Regions from separate parts of the Danio rerio genome. Here region 2 is linked to region 1. A link is a contact called in public Hi-C data. All regions are on one chromosome and are shown on one strand. The core of a region is the stretch at or near the end of the contact, and the rest is flanking DNA. Distances in the headings are between cores, read along the strand shown. Region 1 holds the start of mapk6 (mitogen-activated protein kinase 6). Region 2 holds the start of leo1 (LEO1 homolog, Paf1/RNA polymerase II complex component).

Region 1 (4,659 bases), core at 1,087-3,586:
AAAAAAAAATAAATAAAAAATGAATGGGAGACATGGTCCTCATTTTTCCTTATTTTTCCAGTCCTTATTTTTGCGATACATACCATATGTCAAAGGACATCTAAACAGAAAATAGGCACATATGTTGGCCATGACCCTTATATCATGAAGATGATCTTGTTTTCTCTTGAACTAAAATGTATTTGCTTGTTAATTATGTTTTATGAAAAAATACTATGATGAATACTATAGTGTTCGGAAGCATACTATAATGACTTGTATTAAACTGTTGTAGTAATTATTGTTGCTGTGGTACAACACAACTGTATTAATAAATTATTCAATAGGCTTCAGTTATCTACGCTATAATCACAATGCACCACAGTTTATACTGACGTTACAGTTTATCAGTTTACTATGCTACACTATTACTATAGTTTCTCAACATGCAGATATCTTGCAGACATCACAAAATAACAGATGAAAGCATACAAAAGCGTAAATGCATAGTCTACAATATATATTTATTAGAGGGGGAAAAAAGTGCTTAAAATTAAAAAAAATTTAGAGTTTTGTTACAAGACAAAGGCATTTCTTTTTTGTTCTGTCGATAAATTTACAATTAATAAACATTCACCACTGCTGCGCATCTCGATGATAGCATTAAGATTGTAAATTCTGATGAAACGCCAGCAAAGACATGGATTATTGCAATAGAAGATGGAAATTTCATTGCTATTACATGGCAGGGTACGTATATTCTCCTGGATTTTGTACAAGTGGGGTGGTGTTTGCATTTAATTTATATACAACATAACATGTATACACATAGCTAGGCCTGCTTATAATCTTTATTGAAGCTGTCAAATGAATTATCGTGCTTAAAAAAAAAAGTCTGTACACATGGATGTATTAAAAAAATGTTTATAACATGCCGCATTTTCTTCTGTTTTTTTAACCAGTTTGTTTACTTTCTCCGCTTTATGAGTTAAAACTTTTGGCAGTCTATAAAAGCTGTTCGCCATTTCTTATTTTGGCTGATTTAAACTATTATAAGGAACATAAAACAAATAATTTGATGTTCTGATAGCGATTACGTAAAAGTATCACTTCATGCACTCCTTCTGAATTTTGCGCGTTATCAATAACGTCACGTCAAAACAACCTATGTTCCAAAATATTCCACTCTGGCTCAATTCACTTTATCCTGCATTGCGGAAGTACGTTCTTTTCTGTGATTGTTTTAGGACTTCTGGTTAATTTGCCAATGGAGGAAACGACTAGGAATGACAAAGGACAGAAACCGGTCGTACAACTTGCTGAAAATCCCAGCGTGCTTATTATGATTATAAATAAAAAAAAATATATTAAGAAAAAATACCAGTTTGCAACATCAAACAGCAATTTTTATGGCTAAAAATCAATGGACGCGAATGAGATCGGAAGTCTTTAGCCAATGAGGTTCTAATGGCTGCACCCGCTCTCATGTAAAAGAAGAAGGTCAATAAAGGGACAGCTGTGCAATTTTGTCATAATATTTTTCCATCAGCTTCCTTTTAAAACACAACCGGATGTACAGCAACCACACAGAAAGCTAACATACAGGAAAGGGCGTCACAAACAGGAAGTCGGAGGTGCCAATTCAAGGACTGTTTACTTCCTGCGATACAAGGAATCAGTGAATGAAATGAAATCTCATTCATGTCTCAGCCAAACAAGACGCCATCTGGATGGTTGTCAGTACGATGAAACAGAACATTGAAGGTGCAAAATCTTAGCAAGTGAAAGCAAAAGAATAAATACCTTATGGGAATAGTGGGGGTCCATGATCCGGGCGAGTCCAAAGTCTCCAATTTTTAGAACCAAGTCCTCAGTGTTGACAAAGAGGTTGGCAGGCTTCAGGTCACGATGAAGCACGTTTGCAGAGTGGATGTATTTGAGTCCCCGGAGCAGTTGGTACATGAACAGCCGTGCGTGATCCTCAGACAACAAGCCCTGTTCCAGTACTTTACAGAGGTCAGTTTCCATGTACTCCTGGACGATGTACACTGAATTGACCTCTGTCAGAGAGCTCACGTCCTCCGTGAGCCTCCGGCCACTGGGCCCCAGAGTTTCGAACACCTTCACGATGTTGTCATGATCAAGCCTGCGGATGATTTTGATTTCACGCAGCGCATGTTTGACACTCTGTGGGTCAGTCAAGACAATCTTTTTAACAGCAACCCTCTTGTCACAATCGGTATCAACAGCGGAAAACACCAAGCCGTTGCCCCCGTAGCCAAGTGGCTTCAGGTCCATGTAGCGAGGCCCCAGATCGAAGCCATGAATGTTCATAAGGCTTTCAAATTTCTCTGCCATTCTGTGATCTAGAAGAGCAGCTCTGTGCAGATATTATAGCAGGAAGTGTTTCTGATTTTAACTGATATGCAGCCAATTTGGAGTTTCTAGAAAAAGTTGACTCAAACTACACTCAAGCCTAGTAAGACTTGAGTGTTTTCCCCTGACCTACTGTTACAGCGTATACTGAGAGATAGGAACTGATAAGGATATGTTGCCAGGATATGTGGTCATCATCCACAACACTTCCAGCAGCTTTTTCAAGACTAATGGGAACTTAACTTAAAATGGAAATTTGATTTGTTTCAATGTTTAATAGGGCGTAACGGAATGAATTTGGAGGCCAATCAAATCTCTCTGAACGAAACTGAAATAACTGAAGTCTCTACAAATAAAACCATTGTCACAGTGCAGAAATTTTCAGTGTACGACTGGCCCTGAGCAGCAGCATTATTATTATTATTAACGGTCCTAGTAACTGGTGACAAATGTAATGTTTTTCCTTGTTCCTTTTTAAAATGCCTGATGATGGGAAATTGAAATGTTTGATGTTCTCAACAAGACACTTCCTTCTCAATGATCAGGCGGCTCCAGCTCACCGCAGTCGCAATCAAAACTATCCTCCATTTTACACCGGGATACCCTGCAAAACGGCACAAAAACAAAACAGATTAGGAGTGTAATATAGGCCAAAATAGCAAATCTAAATCTAAAGCAATAAATGTGCATTCTGAACGACACAAATAAAAGAGAATGGATTTGATCTGTTTTAAGCTCAAAAGGACACTGAATAGAGGGCAACAATCTAAGCTGAAAATACTAATTTTAAGGACCATGAGTGTTTAATGAAATGCAACACTTATTCAGTTCTGATCTTTTTGAATGAAACTGATTTAAAAGAAAAAAAAATCATACAAGGTTATGGCATCCCTCTTGAGCAATGTTTCCTGTGTGTGTTTGTGTGTGCTCATGTCGCCACTACACTTTCTGATGTCATGGGTTCCCGTTTCTCCACCTCATGACTGTAAAAAGCACCACAGTGATCATAACACACATGTAATGGATTAACACGGGACCCGGCCGGTCTGTGGAAACAAAGGTTGGTGATTCAGCCACGTTGCAGCAGTGTGTGAGGGAAATGATGGCTAACCGGCCGACCATTTTGTTAACTAAAAGAGGGAGCCAACAAACCTTAAACCAGTCCAGTAACGTTAGTGACATTAAATCAACACATATTAATCCTGTTTACACTATGAGAAAGTGAAAGCGTTTTAATTAATAAACATAAACCCATCATGTTGCTTAACGTTATATGGATTGACCAGTAAAACATGTTTAAATGCTTTTATTGACAAGGTTTACCAACTCATCTCAAACACAAAAAGTAAATATAACGTTACTACGATTATTTCTGAACAAATATATAAATAATTCATTAGGTATTAAAGCGGCTTGCTTAAAAACTTTGAAAAAAATGCAATAATGACGCAAACAATAACTTGGCGTTGTTGTACACACGCGGTTCGCTTTTGTTGCTGCTCTGTTAAAGTTTACAGTTGATCGGCTTGTTTATATGGTTTATTGGCCATTTTCGGTCCTCCATTTTACTACCGGCTACATGCTAAAGCTAAAACCAAACCGGCTCAGAGACGAAACATTGGCACAATTCAAAAACAACTAAACTGAATTAATTACCCAGTAAAAATATGAGTATCCGCGAATATACAAACTCTACAAAACGTTCGTAAGCATAAATCAAACATTGTTTCTAAGACAGCGGGAGAATTCACATATACACCAATTCGCCTTACAAAGGATTATTAAACAAGCTATTAGGAGTTAAATAATCTTCTTAAGTATTATAATGTCTCGTATATCAGTAAACAATGTATTATAACGATTTAACAGTCATTTCTTTATGCATTTACGGCGCTTCGACGCGTTACCTGAACAAAGAAGGTTATTGTGCCGAGGCTAGATTTCATCAAGCCGCCCATTTGCCGTTAAAATAAACCCTTTAACCCAGCAAAACGACCATATTTACGCTTTAGACACGCTTACATACAAAGCAAAGAAACAAGCCATGTACTCACTCTTCTCGCTGGTGTCATGTATATTTTATTCCTAACCGTTCCGGGCTAGGTTTGTGTGCGCTACCTGCGCGCTCTCCTTACAGACTGCTGTGTGTGTGAGTGAAGCTCTTATGTTGAAGATCAGTGTGAATAAGCGTTGCGACGCATGCGCATTAATGCGTGCTTCTATTTCCATCTGTGAATCCCCCGCTCTATGAAGCGCATGGGCACTTCATAGCGCTCTTGCACTCATCCCGCTTCTTTTATTGCT
Region 2 (4,659 bases), core at 1,358-3,857, 130 kb after region 1:
AGAGTTCTGCTGTTTGTCCTCGTCCTCCGACTGGTCACTTTTTCCATCTCCACCCCACTTCTCATCTCCAGAATGGGCATCTTTCCCTGACCCCTCTCCATCTGTATGTGGGGTTCCAGGATCCGAATGACCACTTCCAGCTTCTGAGCGTGGACTTCCCGCCTCTGACCCTGGACTTCCACTTCCTCTGTCCGACCTGCGGCTTCCTGCTCCTGAGGCTGGACTGCCTACGTCTGACCTGTGGCCTCTGTCATCATCATCCTCATCATCCTGCTCACCACGATGGGCCTCAGACCCGCTGTGTTCATTGTCAGAGTGCATGGTGGCGTCTGATTGGTTGCCCGATCGCTCTGATTGGCTCCCGCTGTGCTGGCTGCCACTGTGCCTGCTGCCGCTGTGCCTGCTGCCGCTGTGCCGGCTGCCGCTGTGCCGGCTGCCGCTGTGCTGGCTCCCGCTGTGCTGGCTGCCGTGCTCATCTTCACTGTCGTCTCCAAACAGCTCTTTATTGCTAGGCTTTCCGCCATCTTCATCTTCATCCTCATCATGATCTTGGTCACTTTGAGCACTCTCACTTCCAGAAGCGTTACTGGCAGATCTTGGTCTCTCATGATCCGAATCAGAGCCAGAACCAGAGCCGGAATCTGGAGAAAACACATGAATGGATGTAATAATTTACTAACGTGTTACTTTGTTTAGTTATACACAGAACGCAGACCAAAAAAAAAGTTTTTACTAAAATGAACATTTCCTCACTATTTAATCTCCCTCAAGTGGTTCTAAACCATTAGAGTTGCACGTTTTACCGGTACTTCGGTAGCACCGCGACACTATGGGTCCAAAATACAAGTGGTGCCTCTGTAGTTTGTAAACAATAGTATCGTCATTAACGATTTTACAATAGTTAATAATGCATGGGGAAAAGTCACTAAATGCTCTCACATTTGTGCCGGCAAATAATCAGTAGACCATCATTATCATCATCATCATCATTATTATTTTCATTCGCTTATCCGGGGCCGGGTCTCGGGGGCAGCAGTCTTAGGAGAGAACACCAGACTTCCCTTTCCCCAGACACTTCCTCCAACACCTCCGGCATAAGACATAGTCCCTTCTAGCATGTCCTGGGTCTTCCTCGATGCATCCTGCCGGCGAGAGATGCCTGGAACACCTCCCTAGGTTGGCGTCCTAGAGGCATCTGGAACAAATCCCCAAGCCACCTCAGCTGACTTTTCTCGATGTAGAGGAGCTCCAAGCTCCTCCCGGATGACAGAGCTCCTCACCTAGTCTATAAGGGTGTGCCCTGCCTGCCACCCTGCGAAGTAAACTCATTTCAGCTGCTTATATCCGAAATCTTGTCCTTTCGGTCATGACCCAAAGCTCATGACTATAGGTGAGAGTAGGAACGTAGATTGACTGGTAAATTGAAAGGTTTGCCTTTTGGCTCAGCTCCTTCTTCACCACAACAGACTGGTAGATCGAAAGCATTACTGCTGCCGCTGCACCAATCCGCCTGTCCATCTCACACTCCATCCTTCCCTCACTCGTGAACTCCTCCACCTGGGGTAACGACTTTCCTTCAACCTGGAGATGGCAAACCACCTTATGTTGGTGGAGCACCATGGCCTCGGACTTGGAGATGCTGATTCACATCAGCAGACCACTTAATTTTAAATTAATCTTAACAGTCCGACACTTCAAACACTGATCTGAATCAGTTCATTTTCATTCCTGTGAATATGATTTAGCTACAACTACCGCACCACAATCTCTTAAAAAAAAAAACAACTCACTAAAATGACATTTGAAATTAGAACAGGAAACAATAAATACCTTATTTGTTTTTACTTCATATTTGTCACAAACAGTAATAAATAAATAAATAAAACTAAAATAAATAATAATTTTATATATATATATATATATATATATATATATATATATATATATATATATATATATATATATATATATTAAAAAAGTATCTACATTATAATAGTAAGAATAGATTATGTTACATATGTGTGAGTTAAATCACTGATAGTTAATGATTTATTTGATTACTTATTTATATATTTTCTGCCATTGGTAGAACTGTATGTCTTTAAATAAGAAACCATATGTTTATCAAATATCAGTTTTAACAATAAATGTTGTTAATGTTTGTTAAAACGTGATATTAATAATACAATAACGTTACAACGCAAGGTAACATTAGATCTATGACGTTACATTAAATAAAAAATAATAATTACACGAACGTATCTAGACTACAACGTAGCAATTTTATAATAGACACTGTAATAATTATTGCTACTGCTGTACGTTACAGTAACAAATACTGATTATCTGGAGTGATAACTTTCCATACCAACGTTAATCTGGTAACGTTAAGAACTAACGTATTTACCAGATGTGATGGCATTGCTAAAGGCCGACAGTTACATCTAACGTTCACGATTAAACGCAAAACGAACAACCTATTCATAGAAACATACTAAAAACACACAAAAGTAAAGCTTTTCTAATGCCAAGTGTTATATGAATGTACCTCGTTGCTCATTGTCGCTATCGCCATCGCTCCCGAACAGTTCGTCCATATCCGCCATTTTCACCGGCTGTAAAAATATGATAAACATCCGGGTGAAGGCTTTTAAAACTTTACAAAATAAAAGCCATTGTAGTTTTTTTATATACAAAAATTTATAAAGTAAAAGCCCTTGAAATATATATATTTTTTTTTAAAATAGACCCTTAAATGTGACTCATGATTTTGAGATCCATTTTTACACTGATGACAGAGAGACTAAAGACTGAAAGACAAAGGTATATTACAAAAACTGACAATAATTTACTGATCCCCAAGAAGGAAAAGCAAAGTATACTGTATCCAGGAGGTGTACTGTACACCGTTTGTATTGGATGACTGAGGTTAAACTGTAGCCTACTTATTTTGTCTTTTCCAAAACAAATATTTCTGCTGGGCAATACTGAAAAAGCATTATATGCAACAAGAAAGGCACATATCATTATCATTCATTCAATCATATTCTTTTCGGCTTAGTCCCTTTATTAATCTGGGGTTGCCACAGCGGAATGAACCTTCCAGCGACAACCCATCTCTGGGAAACATCCATACACACTCATTCACACACACATACACTAAGGACAGTTTAGCTTATTTAATTCACCTATACCCCATGTCTTTGGACTGTAAGGAAAACCGGAGCACCTAGAGGAAACCCACGCGAACACGGAGAACATGCAAACTCCACACAGAAACGCCAACTGACCCAGGCAAAGCTCGATCCAGAGACCTTCTTGCTGTTAGGCGCTACCCACTGCGCCACCGTGCGGCCTACAAAGTATAAATCTTAGAGCTGTATTTAATTGATTAGTCCAAGTCTCTGGATTTGTGGTAACTTACAGGTTTAATAATGTAATCCTGAAAGTATTTTGGCTGTTTCAATTTTTGTACAGTTGAAGGACTTGAGGTTTCAGCTCGTAGGGGGAACAGATGGGCGCAGGTTTTCCTTGAGAGGGATTGGCAGGCACAAGTGATCCCTGTGTGAATTCAGTGGGTACAGGTACAATATTTCCTGTGGGCATGAAAGCTCAGGTTTTGGTTGAGAACAGGTGGTCACAGGTACTCCCTGGGAGGATTTTGGAGAAGACATGATTCTCCTTCTGTCAGAAGTGACAGAAGAACAGCCACACCTCCCCTTGTCTTCTTTGGCTGCTGGTGTGCAGCTGAAGCTTTTAAGGCTTCTGCATTATAGAAAGCCAAACAAGTGAAACTATAGGCATAGGGGAAAACTTGTGGAAGTTGAGTTTTCTTTCTAGAAAGAAAAACACATCACTTGCTTTTTAGACAAGACTCACTGAAACAACATCCACCACTTTGACACTTCCTCTTCAATGTTGAGGTGATAAGCAGTTCTCTTAGAGATAAACCAGCAGCCATTGATGTTCCCTGTGAGAATAAAATGGGCATGGGTTCTCTTTGCGGAGGAACAAGTACTTCCTGTTAAAAACTGGCAGGTTTGGGCCAATTTTGATGATTGACAGTTGTTCATCCATGATCAGTATAATTATTTGAAGTTGTGTTTTGTCTACTTAATACTCTATGGTAAAAAGAGGAAAGAGATTATCTAAGCAAAGTTTAACAGTATATTTCCTTTGCTTGTACACCACTCCTGATCACATGACAGACTAATTACTACTGTTGAAGGTTGCTGATTCGAGTCTTGGCTGGGTCAGTTGGCATTTCTGTGTGGAGTTTGCATGTTCTCCTCTGGGTGCTCTGGTTTCCACCACAGTCCAAAGACATGCGCTATAGGTGAATTAAATAAACTAAATTGGTTGTAGTGTATGTGTTTAAATGAGTGTGTATGGAAGTTTCCCAGTGCTGGGTGTCACCGGATGTCAAGGGAGCGAAGACAAGAGGTTGGATCCAAATGCAATTTTTAATGAAAAAGATTATTCGTGCAGGCAAAAACAAATTGGGTCAAAAAACAAGAACTCAGGTATCATGAAGGGCATCAAAAATGCAAAAACAAAGCAATGATCAAAGTACAAAAAGTTACAAAACAATCATCAAAACATAACTAGAAAAACTAAACATGACGACACTCACTGAAACCATACAGGTACTGACAAACA

The links. A called contact is a pair of places that touch in the nucleus more often than the background predicts.
Region 2: a contact with region 1 is called in a Hi-C map of hematopoietic stem cells, with 2.0 times the contacts expected there. The contact joins the promoter of leo1 here to the promoter of mapk6 in region 1. A contact is called at or near these places in 1 of 18 Hi-C or Micro-C datasets (hematopoietic stem cells) and 2 of 4 datasets of contacts at active chromatin or transcription factors (caudal fin and embryo).

The regions. Positions count from the first base shown.
Region 1 is chr18:42,125,685-42,130,343 of GRCz12tu, forward strand. mapk6 (mitogen-activated protein kinase 6) reads right to left here and starts at 2,337. Exons shown (of 5, transcript NM_001045552.1): 1 at 1,783-2,337. The coding sequence starts at 2,337.
Region 2 is chr18:42,260,015-42,264,673 of GRCz12tu, forward strand. leo1 (LEO1 homolog, Paf1/RNA polymerase II complex component) reads right to left here and starts at 2,608. Exons shown (of 11, transcript NM_207067.1): 1 at 2,549-2,608; 2 at 1-641. The coding sequence starts at 2,606.